2 separate regions of the Mus musculus genome follow, and region 2 is linked to region 1. A link is a contact called in public HiChIP or PLAC-seq data. All regions are on one chromosome and are shown on one strand. The core of a region is the stretch at or near the end of the contact, and the rest is flanking DNA. Distances in the headings are between cores, read along the strand shown.

The links. HiChIP or PLAC-seq counts read pairs in DNA pulled down with a chosen protein or histone mark.
Region 2: a FOXA1 HiChIP or PLAC-seq map of pancreatic cancer cells shows a contact between it and region 1. The contact joins the promoter of Vps4a here to the promoter of Ripor1 in region 1. A contact is called at or near these places in 1 of 39 promoter capture datasets (liver), 1 of 115 datasets of contacts at active chromatin or transcription factors (pancreatic cancer cells) and 1 of 9 other capture datasets (liver).

What each region holds. Positions count from the first base shown.
Region 1 is chr8:105,603,311-105,606,918 of GRCm38.p6, forward strand. It overlaps Ripor1 (RHO family interacting cell polarization regulator 1), which reads left to right and starts at 1,919. Exons shown (of 22, transcript NM_001081241.2): 1 at 1,919-2,040.
Region 2 is chr8:107,029,318-107,033,318 of GRCm38.p6, forward strand. Vps4a (vacuolar protein sorting 4A) reads left to right here and starts at 1,952. Exons shown (of 11, transcript NM_126165.2): 1 at 1,952-2,174. The coding sequence starts at 2,154.

The DNA of each region.
Region 1 (3,608 bases), core at 669-3,168:
AGACAGTGTAGCTCAGTAGGAGAGCACTTGCTCCTGGATTTGATTCCCAGAAGAGTCAAGAAAAGAATGGAAGTTTGGGGTGGGGCAAGAAGAGAGGGGAGGGAGGGTTGACAGAGCAGGTTACTGATACTGGCTCGTTCACTCTTTCATTCAACAAATTGTCCTTCAAAACTCCCACTAGGAGCCAGGACAGTGTTGATCTCTGCACTAAAATGCTTAGATACCACAGTCAGATTCCTTAACTCACGCACAGGGCCCCTCCCTACATGCAGGTGGCTTGCTTGCTACCTGGTCCTGATTCAAGGTCTGAGAGGAGTTGGTCAGAAACTTGACCGAGAAAAAAAGAGAAGAGGTCATCTGCCGAAAAAGTACTTGAAGAATCTTTTGCTGAAGGGGGAAGCTTTAGAGCTAGCCAGAGGTCCAGGGACGACAAGTTTTGAGAGTTCTGGGGAGGGGGGTCTGGAGAGATGGCTCCGCAGTTCAAAACATTGGCTGTTTTTTCCAGAGAACCTGGATTCAATTCCCAGCACCCACAGGCCAATCACTCACAATTGTAATTCCAGTACCAGGGGATCTGACATCCTCACACAGATATACATGCAGGCAAAACACCAATGCACATAAAATAAAACTAAATAAATTAAATAAAAAATAAAAAAAAAGAGCCCGGCAGTGGTGGCGCATGCCTTTAATCCCAGCACTTGGGAGGCAGAGGCAGGTAGATCTCTGGGTGATCTCTGGGTGTTTGAGGCCAGCCTGCTCTACAGAGAGAGTTCCAGAACAGCCAGGGCTACATAGTGTTAGACCCTGTGTTTAAAAGAAAAAAAAATCCTGGGAAAGGGATGGGGGCATTCACAAGGGCATCCAGGGCTCTGGAACAAGCAAGTGTTCTGGGGGAAAAGCCTGGAGGGTTGAGAAAGAGGCTGAGGGTGTCTCTGGAAAGAGCCTAGGGGGATGAAGATGTTGGTATTCCAGAATCCTACCATATCGGGTTGTTGAGACCTACGCTCAGGATCAGTGTCAGGCTCAGAAATTCAGGCACCTCTTAAAATCCATCAGACCACCCCTGAGTATGCCTGACCTACCTCAAAAGATGAGATGTTGCAGGAAACAGGAACGCCAAGAGGTGGAGGATAGGGACAGGGGGTTGGAGAGAGCTAATAGCATCTGGTTAATAATGGGAGGGGTAGGGGATTGGAGTCAGCTTGTTGGTCAGGCCAGCTCTCTGTTACACCATAACTCATTTTTGCCTTTGACCCCCATGGCCAATGTATGTTCCCAGTACGCATACCCAGACCTTACCAGGTTAGTCACTTATATCCCAGAAACAAAATCTGTAACTCCCCAGAAAGCAGTACCCGCTGAGTGGTTACACGCTTGCCTGGCCTAGCTATGAGCCCTATTTATAAGGAAGACGTTGTCGAAAAGGCTCTCTGATCCTACAGCGGGAAACTGAGGCTGGCTGAAAAAGTGGGAAGGGATGAGGGGCAGAACTTCAACCCAGAAGGTGTGCGACGGTTAGGCCAGATTCTGGTTCCCTTATCTAAGCCTCTCCAGACCCTAAGCACTTCCTCCAACCACCCCAACTTTCCGTGTCAGCTCCAAGAACCTGTTTATGGTGACAGGAAGGGAGCCTGAGGTCTTTAGAGCTGCAGAGATCTGGGTAAGAGGCAAGTAGGAGGGGTTCCCTAGCGCCCCCTACCCCAGATTTAAGGTCTGCATGCAGTTCCCAGGAAGCTGTCCGGTTCCCGCAGACACCTTCGCTCTCCCTTCGCTCTCCCTTTCCACAAGCTGGTTGACACGGTAGGCAGACCACTCTGCCGGGTAACTCGCGAAGGCGGAGCGAGCTGTGGGCGCCCCTTCGGGGTGCGGGAGCCGGAGGGGAGCGCAGGAGGTGGGGCCCAGAGGGGCGGGGCGGGGCGGCGGAGAGGAGGGAGGGGCAGGCGCCGGCCGCGGCGACAGCGGCAGCTGCAGCGCGAGCAGGCCGGGCAACGCCGAGAGTACCGACAGCGCGAGGTCCTTGCAGCCCAGCGCAGCCATGTGAGTGTCCGCGCCGTTTCCTAAGGCCGTGGCGGGGAGAAGGGGCGAGCTGTGGATCCCGTGCGTCCTGCACCCGCGCCGCCCATCGGCTCCCGGACTTGCGACCGGGTCCCGCCTCACCCCGTTCTCGCGACCCGGATCGCGCCGTGTCTTTTCTCCCCACCCCCACCCCCACCCCGGGCACGGAGAACGCAGCTTCGCCCCACAAAAGCCGCCGCCTCCGGCTCTGCCGCGCCCGCCGCCTCCTCCCTTCCCTTCCGCGCCCAGGCCGCCACGGCAGTGCCCCGGGGCTCCACTGTGGGCAGGCCCGAGGGCGAGCCTGAGACGCCTTTCTGGGCCTGGGATTGGCTTTATCCTGGAGCCTGCGGTGCGGCAGAGGCTGATCTGGGAATGGGAACGGGGCGACAGGGTGCAGGAGACCCCCTAGATGAGCTAGCTAGTGTTCCTGGCCCTGGTCGACCTAAGCTGCTTTGGGGCCAGGCCCGAGGTGACTGAAGACTGAATTTGCCCGAGGCCACACTCTCCACCCAAACCGAAGCTGAAGCTGGAGAAGGTCGTTTTGGCGGCGGTCGACAGACCCTGTCCCTGGAAATGGAAGCTGCTATGGGGACTCAGCAAACAGTCAGAACTAAGCATCCTGTAGAACTGGTTTGGGGAAGGGGTTGTTCAACCAGGGCTAGAGCCCCGGCTATGTCAGCTTTTAGGACCCTCTGTCCTCCTATCTTAAGTTAAGTCTGAGTGTGACCTCTCTTACCGGCCCTTCCAAATCATTTCTGATGTGCGTGCAGGCTGGTCTCGTGTGTAAAATCTAATACAATAATAACGGTGTCCTGGCCACCGTCTATGTGGCTGCGTGCGTCTTGGACCTGCACATTCGACTGACATGCAGCCTTCTGAGAAGGTGTATGACCATCTGGCAGATGTAAATACTGGGCCAGAGAGGTTAGCAGCATTTTCAAGGTCACACAGCTGGGTTGGGAAGAAGCAAGAATTCACTATCCACCTCTCTAGTATTGACAGTGGGGGTTGGGAGCACTACAGCCGGACAAGGACTGCCAAGGCTCCCTCGTCTACCTCCCACACAGTCCTGGGCCCTGTGGGCAGCAGAGCGAGATGAGCAGTCCCTGGGCCTGGGTTTGGGTGGGAGGGAGGGGAGCGCACAAGGCGTTTGGACTAGGATCTGCCTAGGTGGAAAACCAGGCGAGGAGGGCGAGAGTGAGTCAGAGCGTTCCCAATCCGCCACCGCTGGGACTCGCGACCTAGCCAGACCTAGCCGGGGGAGGCTGTCCAGCTCCCAGAACGCGGCGGGACAGGGAATGTGACCAGCTGACCAGGGAGGAGGCTGGCAGGAAGTGAGGCCACTAAGTAGTCTCCACCCGGTTCCGGGGTGGGGTGGGGGTCTTAGGCCATAGCAGGCCCCCCTCCCCTTTTCAGTGGCAGTTCTGGTTGGCGGCTGCCAGATGACGTCAGCAACTAGGTTTGGGGCAGTTGCCATGGAGACAGGGACAGGCTTTTGCGCGCGACCCCCTTCTCCCTTGCAGCCACCCTTTTGCCTGGGTTATTTATAG
Region 2 (4,001 bases), core at 702-3,201, 1.4 Mb after region 1:
TGAAAACTGACTCCTTAGTCAGCACAAGGCAGACATACACAGAGACACAGACACACTCACACACACCACTAAACACAATGTTTGGATGGTTGATTGTTTTTCTTTTTTTAAAAGATTTATTTGCTTATTTTATGTATGAGTAGTGTTAGGAAAGACCCACAGGAGAGATGGTTGTGTCATGTGACATGATGGGGTGTCCAAAGGCTGGAGTGATGGATCTACGAGTCACTGGAATTCCAAGGGTGTCCAGCAAGTGTGCCTTCCGCCTAGCAGGCTTCAAGGGAGCATGGCCCTACCAGTAACTTGAGTTTTAGACCTCCAGCCTCTAGAACTCCTGGGGTCTTTTTTTTTCTTTTTGGCATAATTTTTTTCTTCCTGTGAACTCAGAACCTCTGGAAGAGCAGCCAGTGCTCTTAACTGCTGTGCCATCTCTCCAGCATCTCTCCAGCCCCGACTGGTTTTTTGAAACGGGGTCTCTTTATGCTGTCCTGTTGGTCTTGGAGCTTGCTGTATAGTTCAGGCTGTCCTCAAACTCACAAGAGATCCTCTTGCCTCTGGCTCCTGAGCGCAGGTTATTAAAAGCATGTGCCACCATGATCTTTATTGTAGCTATGAGGGAGGGAACAGTCAGAGGCATCCGGAAGAGCCCAGAGCTGAGAAAGAACAGAGTGGACTGAATAGGGTCAGCTGACTGGACCTGACTGTGAGGGGAGCAGGAGCTGTGCAGAGAGGGAGAGACAAGACAAGACCAAGAGGGCACAGAGCTGAAATCGCAGGGTTATGAGGAGAAATGAGTAGCTGGGGAAGGGAAGCCCATGAGTGACGTTTAGGGGAGGGAGCAAAGCGCACATTAGCCCACAGACCTGGAGGCTAGTGTGCGCTTCCCTATGCTGACAGGCACCTCAGACAGCCATGTTCCTTCTGCCAGTGGTAAGGGAAATGACGTGGCTCCTTTGATAAAGGGGAAGCAGCTCCAGAATCTCAGGAAATGCAGTTTCCTTTGCACCTGACACAGAGAGAGAGACCCTGCCTGAAAAAAAGAAGTATCTGGGCATGGCAACCCAAAACTTTAATCCCAGCAAAGGCAGGCAGATCTCTGAGAGTTTGGGTGGGCAGGAGTGTGGCAATCAGAGGACAACTATAAGAAGTCTGCTCTCTTCTTCCACCCAGCAGGAACTGGGGATATTAGCTCATTTGTCTTGTGCACAAGTGCTTTTACCTGCTGAGCCATCTCGCTGGCCCAGAAAAGTTAACAGTTAAAAACTAGCACAAACTTGGTGGTGGTACAAGCCTTTAATCTCAGAACTCAGACGGCAGAGGCAGGTGGATCTCTGTTCGAGGTTACGCCTGGTCGACAGCCTGAGTTCCAAGACAGCCAAGGCAACACAGTGAAACCCTGTCTTGAAAAAAAAATAAAAATAAAAACCATCACAAAACAGGCTTTAGAATCATTCTCTCATAACAGTTACCTGGGATTGAACCCACAGTGTGACATTCACTATGTATACATTAGTTCATTCATTGTCCCCTAAGACAGGCAAGGTAAATACTAATTAACATAACCTATTAAATAGCGGGAAAACACAGCTCCAGGGAGTTTACTTTTTATGGTTAGGTTTACTCAAGTGGGGTACAGATTCTACTTGTTCCCTCCGCCCCGCCCCTCACTCTCTCACAAGGCACGCCCTTGGTCGGCCCCGCCCACCTGGGCTCCCAACTCCGCCCAGAACTCCCCATCTTTGTCCACGTCCAGCCCCGCTCCTCTCCCGGATCTACCAGGCCCCGCCCCCGTCGGCCCCACCCCTCACTCGGCGGCTCCGCCCCTCACTCCGGTTTTACCGGCCTTCGGGCTGGCCCTTTACCGGTATCCCACCAGACCCCGCCCCCGGCAGGCCCCGCCCCTCTTAGAGGAGCGGTGTCTGCAGTTGCAGGCCATGGCCACAGGGCGGCAGCCGCGTGACTCGGGCTGGGCCGCTCTGGGCCGCGCTCCTCGTTCACCCTCGGACTCGGCTCCCACTGCTAGTGGCAGCTCTGCCCGCGCCGAGAGCCGACCTGCCGGGCTCCTAAGCGGCGGACCCACCACCTCGGCTCCTCCGAGCCGGACCGAGGCCGCAAGCAGCACCGCGGGGTGTGGGGCGGACCCAGGATATGAAATGACAACGTCAACCCTCCAGGTACTTGGGTGCGGCGCGCCCGCGGAGGCCCAAGGCGGCAGGGCCTGCGGGCCGCGGAGCGGACGGGCGGTGGCCTCCTCGGAGCCCGGCCTGGCGGTCCCTGTCAGGCTGCCTCGTCCCACCCGCGCTGCAGCCTCTCCCGCGCTCGGAGCCCGAAGGACGTCTCCACTGAGCCCCGGCCCAAGCCGAACCGGCGGGCCGGAGCCCAGGACGCGCAGCCGGGGCTGAACTGCCGCCTTGCAGCGGCGCCGCCTCCCCCTGAGCGCGCCCGGGTCCCGCAGGTCGCTCCGGGAGCGGCGTTCACCCGCTCCTGCCAGGCGCCCTGGCAGCCCCCTGAGCTGCTTCCAACGAGCCCCGGGTTTCTCGGCCAGCCACCCTTCATTCATTCCCTACGTCCTGCAGGGTGATGCTGGGGTGGCGCCGCCCGGATGAAGGAAGGGCTCGTTCTAGAGCTGTCAGAAAGCATAAACACTGTCAGGCCTCAGGCTTGTGTTTAAATCCCAGCCCTGCCACTCACCAGTGTGTCTAGGTTTTGGATGTTGGAATGTTGGATTTCCTCATCACTAAAATAGGCAGTGCCCTTGTAGGGTGGTTGTCAGACGACTTGAGACAATAATTCAGGGAAAGCAATTATAACATAGGTTCAGCATATCATGTACTCGGTAAGCCTTTGCTAATAAAGTAAGCGTTTGGGTGGAACCAAGTAAGACTTTATGAAGGAAGGGACTTTAGCCAGAGCATCAAAGAGTGAGTGATATTTGCATATCTGGTGGTGGTGGTGGCTGCTCCAAGTAGAAATACAGGAGTAAATTTCTGTTCTAGGCTTGAAATTAGATGGAATTCAGAACTAGAACCCACCATTCACTGCAGAAACTGTTCTGTTTGTTCTTAGGGTTAAACCAACTTCGGCCTGATCCCACCTGCCTGGCCAGAGTTAGCACTACATGTGAACCAAGAATATTATCCAACTTTTAGGAAACAGTTTTATGAAGAGCTAGCACTCATGCTATAACGGTCACATATTTAAACTGTACCATCCAGGGCTTTTAGAGGTTTGAATCATCACCAAAGAAACTCTACGCCTTTAACCACTGCTCCTCAGCCCTACTGTCCCATGTAGCATACTCTGTGGCATTGTACGTTGTTGTGTTTGCGTGCATATGTATGTATGGTGTGCATGTGTTGTCTGGGTATGACAGTGCCCGCACACGCATTCCCATGACCTGCCCGTGTGGGGAGGTCCGAGGATAACATGCACGCATCGGTTCTCTTCTGGATGTTCAATTCAGGCTGTCAGACTCCGGTAGGAAGCGGATTTCTTTTTTCCTGGGATTTCCTTTATTCTTTGACGTTTCATACATGTCAACCATGAGTCTGGGTCTTGTGTACTTCCAGCTCCACCCCCTACTCCTGTGCCCCCCCTCTCAGTAACCCGCTGTGCCCAGTTAGTGCTTCTTAAATTTTGATTGGTCTTAGTGAGCTCATCTGGTGCAGGTAAGCTGCATTTCACAGCACCCCTCCAGCCTCTGGCTCTTTCCTCCCCTCTTCCAGTTTTTTTCTTGTGCCTTGGGGACATGGGTGATAACTCTCAGGGCTGAGCCCTCCCTCAATAGACACTAATCTCAGTTAGGAGTCTGCATTGACTGCTAATCATCTAACCAACTCACCACCACTGAGAGGAGCAACTTCTCTGGCCTAGATTATATCTGTGGAGATAAGTATAAATACTTAGAGGACAGATCAGCATTATGTCATCTAATAAAACAACAGTGTAGATTCTTCTCTAGGCCTGTGGTCCCTAAGCCATGGGCTTCTGACCAGCTTTAC